Regions from separate parts of the Mus musculus genome. Here region 1 is linked to region 2. A link is a contact called in public Hi-C data. All regions are on one chromosome and are shown on one strand. The core of a region is the stretch at or near the end of the contact, and the rest is flanking DNA. Distances in the headings are between cores, read along the strand shown. Region 1 overlaps Syne1 (spectrin repeat containing, nuclear envelope 1). Region 2 has its middle 110 kb from the start of Esr1.

Region 1 (3,061 bases), core at 1-2,500, 490 kb after region 2:
ACCAGGAGGAAATGGGAATGCGCCGGACTATGATCCATGCTGGCACATAACCAGGAGGAAATGGGAATGCGCCGGACTATGATCCATGCTGGCACATAACCAGGAGGAAATGGGAATGCGCCGGACTATGATCCATGCTGGCACATAACCAGGAGGAAATGGGAATGCGCCGGACTATGATCCATGCTGGCACATAACCAGGAGGAAATGGGAATGCGCCGGACTATGATCCATGCTGGCACATAACCAGGAGGAAATGGGAATGCGCCGGACTATGACCCATGCTGGCAGATAACCAGGAGGAAATGGGAATGCGCCGGACTATGATCCATGCTGGCACATAACCAGGAGGAAATGGGAATGCGCCGGACTATGATCCATGCTGGCACATAACCAGGAGGAAATGGGAATGCGCCGGACTATGATCCATGCTGGCACATAACCAGGAGGAAATGGGAATGCGCCGGACTATGATCCATGCTGGCACATAACCAGGAGGAAATGGGAATGCGCCGGACTATGATCCATGCTGGCACATAACCAGGAGGAAATGGGAATGCGCCGGACTATGATCCATGCTGGCAGACAACCAGGAGGAAATGGGAATGCGCCGGACTATGATCCATGCTGGCACATAACCAGGAGGAAATGGGAATGCGCCGGACTATGATCCATGCTGGCACATAACCAGGAGGAAATGGGAATGCGCCGGACTATGATCCATGCTGGCAGATAACCAGGAGGAAATGGGAATGCGCCGGACTATGATCCATGCTGGCACATAACCAGGAGGAAATGGGAATGCGCCGGACTATGATCCATGCTGGCACATAACCAGGAGGAAATGGGAATCCTAATAAAGTAGAATATGCTCCCCAAAAAAACAAAACAAAACAAAAACAAAAACCAGCAGGTAGTCCCTTCTCACCAGAAAGAGAAAGGCATTTAATAAATGATGTAAACCTAACAATGCCATACACAGTGAATTATAAGGAATGACTATAAACTTTCCACAAATAAAATTATTTCTAGAACTCTAAGTAAAACCAAAACAATGCATTTCTTCTGTGTTTAAAATGCAGAACATACTACTGTTACCTTCCCAGCTGAAAATTCACACCTAGAAAGTACAGCAGTTTGTGCCAGCCAGGGAAGAAAAAATAAATGCTTCGGTACAGATGAATTCAAGTATAATATGATGATATAGGTATCCTTGTTCTAACATATTCTGGCAACAACCACACCCTCCTCTGTTTATGTATGAGTCATGGGGTGGGTTGAGATACGGATCAGGCATGTCTTGCATCATGGATCACCCTCAGCCTTCCCATCACGAGGGGCTACTTATTCATTTAGACCACAGCTTACCTGGTGACAAAGCTCTTCCCATTGTCTTTGCAGAAGCTCCACGCGTTCCTTCAGCATGGAGATGTCCTCAGCACTGAGGTAGACAGCCAGGGCATCCCTCACCAGCATCAACTCTGTCAGGTCATCTGTCCACCTCCCAACTGCGTTTTCCAGTTCCTACAGTGAGACAAGCATCCATGAACACCCACAACATCTACCTTCAATCCTTTGAGGGGTCTTTGGTGACCTGTCTCACCGGGATTTCCTTGATATAAACTCTTTCTGAACACCACACTCAAGATCCTTATTTGCATCCTACATAACTTGAAAGCCTGCCACTTTCTTCTGAAAAAAAATGTCCCTGCTGAAACTTTCCACCATATACGTAGTCTTTCTAGGATGGTGGTGGTGGGGTTGTTAGTTTGTTTGTTTTTGCTTTTGACTTTTCCAAATCCAAGTTTGTCACTTTAATGGCCTTCTTTATTCTAAATATGTCTCATTCTACAATCCTGAGACCATAAATATACCTAAACTGATTACCAAACCACCCACTAGTTTTGTCCTGTTCCTGATCACACTAGTGAAATATTTAAAAGAAAAATTTCCTAACTTGAACTTCATTTTTGAATGCTGAGTTGACCTATTCTGTGATATATCCTTATCATGAAATATCAATTTGTCACAGTTTTTCCTGTATTCAAAATAACTCACTAAGTACACATTCTGTAGGATCAGAGATTTATTGAAGTTCTTGATGATAGACCTGTCCTTTGGGAGCATTGTTTAAGGAAATTCAATGTGAACGAGCAGAGGTTTCCTTCCATGCTTGGACAGGTTCTGCCATTTGTGTCACTCTCCCTCTCTGCCAGCCATTGTTTTCAGGTTCCAGCTCATTTAGTGTATGAATGGAGAATTTCATACCACTTCTCCTCTGCCTTTCCTGTCTCTTCACACCAGAGACAAGTTTCTAAAGGCAAGAGTAATTAACGGCACTATCTGAGGCTACCTTTCCAGGCAATTTCAGCAAACAAGGTTTTAGCCTGAAATTTTCTGGTAATTGCTTTGTTTTGCTGTGGAGGGTGATTTGGGAAAGAACATAATGGCGCTGTATGGAAATACATTCTCCCAGTCTCCAAGTTCAAAAGCAGAATGCTTTTCCAAGTGTTTGGGGAGATGAGAATGGGGTCTCAAAATAAGAATGACTGGCCAAAAGACCAAGCTATCTAGGTTAATACATATCCAGCATTCTGTCTGTACCTTTCGAACAGATTACATTGCTATACAAGTGTAAGGACCTTACTGCTGTATTATCTATCAAGCCCTATCTTCCTCACAACTCGAACATCACATTTAACACTTGCCTATAATCCCAGAATTACTCTAAAGTCTGGGGCATGGGGATTCTATGAGTTTGAGGGCAGCCTGGGTTCAACAGTTAAACCCTCTCTAAAATCAAATCAGGCCAAACACAAGGAAAAGAAAACACGCACGCACACACACACACACACACACACACACACACACAAGCACACTCAGGCACACTCCACACACACATATGCACACAAGTAACACTACCATCCGAACCCAAGTCCACTGGTTTAGACTCTGCCCATTCGCTAAGGCAGTGTGGCTAAAATACAGTCTCTAACTTTAGACAAATCTGTCAATTATTAATGTGAAACATTAATGGTATTCTAGAATCTTCCATATTCTC
Region 2 (2,971 bases), core at 12-2,511:
CCCCACACGCTCTTATATTCGAAGGTCTGTTTCCCAGGACTGTTTAGGAAGGGCCAGGAAGAGTGGCTTTGTTGGAGGAGGAGTGTCGGAGTGCGTGTGTGTGTGTGTGTGTGTGTGTGTGTGTGTGTGTGTGTGTGGTGGCTTTTGAGGTTTCAAAAGCACAAGCCAGGCCCAGTCTTCTCTTCCTGTTGCTTCTGTCTTGTGGCTAAGATATGATCTCTCAGATACTGCCCCAGGGCCATGTCTGCCTGCCTGCTGCCATGCTCCCTGCCATGATGGCCGTAGACTCACCCTCTGAAACTGTAAGCAAGCCCACAATTAAATGCTTTCTGTTATAAGTTGTCTTGGTCACGGCAATAGAACAGTAACAAAAACAAATGGTTATATGGCTAGGGCTGTGGTTAAGATGCTGGGATGTGTTCTAAGACGTTTGCTAAGTGTCTGGGGAGTTCCAGATAATTTCTGTCTTCCTCCTTCTCCCCTGTTATCCATCCCTAACTGTCTTATTACCACCATTGGGTATTTGAAGTAGAACGAGAGGAAAATATGAATGTTATGACTCTAGGATAAGCGTACCAATGATTCTAATGTTCTAGTGATTTGAAAAAGCCTATAGGATTTAAAAAAATTCTTAGAATACCACTGTTTTCCACTTATTAAAAACAAAACAAAACAGAACAAAACCACAAGGTGCTTCCTGATATAGCTCATAACTTTGTAGTATAATTTGTCATTATACATTAAGAATAGTTTGGGGGCCGGGCATGGTGGCGCACGCCTTTAATCCCAGCACTCGGGAGGCAGAGGCAGGCGGATTTCTGAGTTCGAGGCCAGCCTGGTCTACAGAGTGAGTTCCAGGACAGCCAGAGCTATACAGAGAAACCCTGTCTCAAAAAAAAAAAAAAAAAAAAAAAAAAAAAGAATAGTTTGGGGTCCGTAAGTTAAGTAAAGTTATAGTGAGAAGTAATTAGCAACATTCAAATTGCCTTCAGAAATCCAGACTCTTAAGCCGGGCGGTGGTGGCACATGCCTTTAATCCCAGCACTCGGGAGGCAGAGGCAGGCGGATTTCTGAGTTCGAGGCCAGCCTGATTTTCAAAGGGCTATACAGAGAAACCCTGTCTCGAAAAAAAAAAAAAAAAAAAAAAAAAAAAAAAAAAAAAAAAAACCACCAAAAACAACAACAACAAAAGAAATCCAGACTCTAAATTTTAAAGGGTAAGATCACAACAGGAAATTCTTGTATGGACCAGATGGGGGCAGCAGAGAGCCAACCGAGGTCTATGGAATGGAAGGCCAGCATCTGTCCTTGGATTTCACGGTGTCTGTGGAGAGGCGATAACTTAGGAAGAGGAATCAGGGCTTCAATTGTAGCTGAGAAGGGAGGGAAGAAAGAAACACCAGAGACGACTGAAGGTACCGGGAGCAGGAGATGAAGGACTGCACAATACACAGTACACAGTACACAGAAGTACAGACTACACAGTACACAGTACACAGTACACAGATGTGGAGGTACTCAAAGAGCCTGGTTAAAATAAAAGTAGAGAAAGAAATGGCCGGACCCTACTTCACTAACGTTCCCTTTGTACCTTTCAATCCTGCTGGATCTTCTAAGGGCAGTGGCTGCAAATGAACTGAGACTGGAGGAAGCCCACCCACCCATCTCTCTTGACCAGGATTTGCTAAGGAGGCTCTCGTTCCCATTAACAAATACTGACCCAAATTGAGAACACTTGGACCACTTGGATGAGGATCAGGGTCTGGTGACATAGTCCATCTTCTGGAAGATTTTTCACAAGCACTTAAGACGTGTAGCTTCTAGCTCCGGTTTACTTACTGGCAACACAGCGTGCGCCCCGTGCGGTCTCATCATAAGTATCTTCAAACCGTGCTAATGAGCTGAGCCAACACACGGGCAGCCTCCTCTCCCCTGACTTGGCACCCTCACACGTTGAATTTAGCATCCCTCATGGGAAGGCGTTCTGGAGAGCTCCGGTTTGCAGCCCTCCCCATCTTCCCTCTCTACTCATGTAAATTACTAGAGAGACTGTAATCAAGAACATCCTCAAATCCTAGCAGATGGTCGTTTACCTCAAGGCACATGGATGCCCCCAACTCCTAGGAGAAGAAAGAGGCTTTTGGCTACTTCCCTGGGGCTAATTATAACCATGTTCGATTTTTTTTGTAGACAACCTGGAAATGAGTGTAGAGTATGAGGAAAGAAAAACCAAAGGCAGAGAGCAGGGAAGAGTTCTGCAAAAGAAGAGATGTCCGAGCTAGGCTTCAGAACAAGCAATTCCGAACCCCGAGTCTCTTGAGGGGAGCATTTGGTTTCCATGATACCACGAATCCAGCTGGTCCCTAGTATTCCTGGAGACCCAGACATTTTAACCTCTGCTTCCTTAACAGAGGGATTAATCTCTTCCTGCCTTGATTTCCCTTCCTGGAAAGTGGGAATTCTCGTACTTTCTTACAAGGTCTCAAGACTGTCTCCCACATGAGGATGAGAACTAGCCAGGAGACAGGAATATTTCTCTGCCAGGAGAGGCTCCCTGAATTGGTGCCAGCAGTGGCAGGGCATGTCACAGGTGCAGCACAGGGTGTGGCGTTTCTGTAGGGACAGCCACTGGTTGGCTGACTTTGTTGCATTAGTCAGCTGTGCTGTTTGTAAACCTTTGGTGTGATTACGCAGTGTTTGTTCTCTATTGTTTGAAATACCCTTTAAAAGCCGAATACAGAACACTAGGCCCTGCTGGTTTGTTCTTTCTGACTTGGCAAAGGTTGACTGATTTTATTTTTCTTTTGGCCTGTGTTTCTCAGTGGCTTGAAATGAACATGGCTCACTCTTTCTTTTGCTTCCTTCCTTCCTTCCTTCCTTCCTTTCTTTTTTCTCTTTGGTTTGTTTATTCGCCTCTTTGTCCATATTGACAATAATAGATTTGTGCTGCAAACCTGGTATAATTTCTTTA

The links. A called contact is a pair of places that touch in the nucleus more often than the background predicts.
Region 1: a contact with region 2 is called in a Hi-C map of muscle stem cells, with 2.1 times the contacts expected there. The contact joins two enhancer-like sites. A contact is called at or near these places in 4 of 39 promoter capture datasets (embryonic stem cells, hippocampal neurons, liver and 1 more), 1 of 15 datasets of contacts at CTCF or cohesin (the NIH/3T3 cell line), 2 of 484 Hi-C or Micro-C datasets (large pre-B cells and muscle stem cells), 2 of 115 datasets of contacts at active chromatin or transcription factors (embryonic fibroblasts and large pre-B cells) and 1 of 9 other capture datasets (adipose tissue).

What each region holds. Positions count from the first base shown.
Region 1 is chr10:5,082,456-5,085,516 of GRCm38.p6, forward strand. Syne1 (spectrin repeat containing, nuclear envelope 1) reads right to left here. Exons shown (of 146, transcript NM_001347711.1): 127 at 1,369-1,524. Among named protein-coding and RNA genes, the nearest start is that of Gm51757, 240 kb to the right of the region's middle. Within about 2 kb of position 1,251, at least 7 of the 459 cell types and tissues checked have an H3K27ac peak or open chromatin away from gene starts, as enhancers often do. A contact at or near this core is called in muscle stem cells, where this site is marked.
Region 2 is chr10:4,597,185-4,600,155 of GRCm38.p6, forward strand. No RefSeq gene overlaps it. Among named protein-coding and RNA genes, the nearest start is that of Esr1, 110 kb to the right of the region's middle. Within about 2 kb of position 1,262, at least 18 of the 459 cell types and tissues checked have an H3K27ac peak or open chromatin away from gene starts, as enhancers often do. A contact at or near this core is called in muscle stem cells, where this site is marked.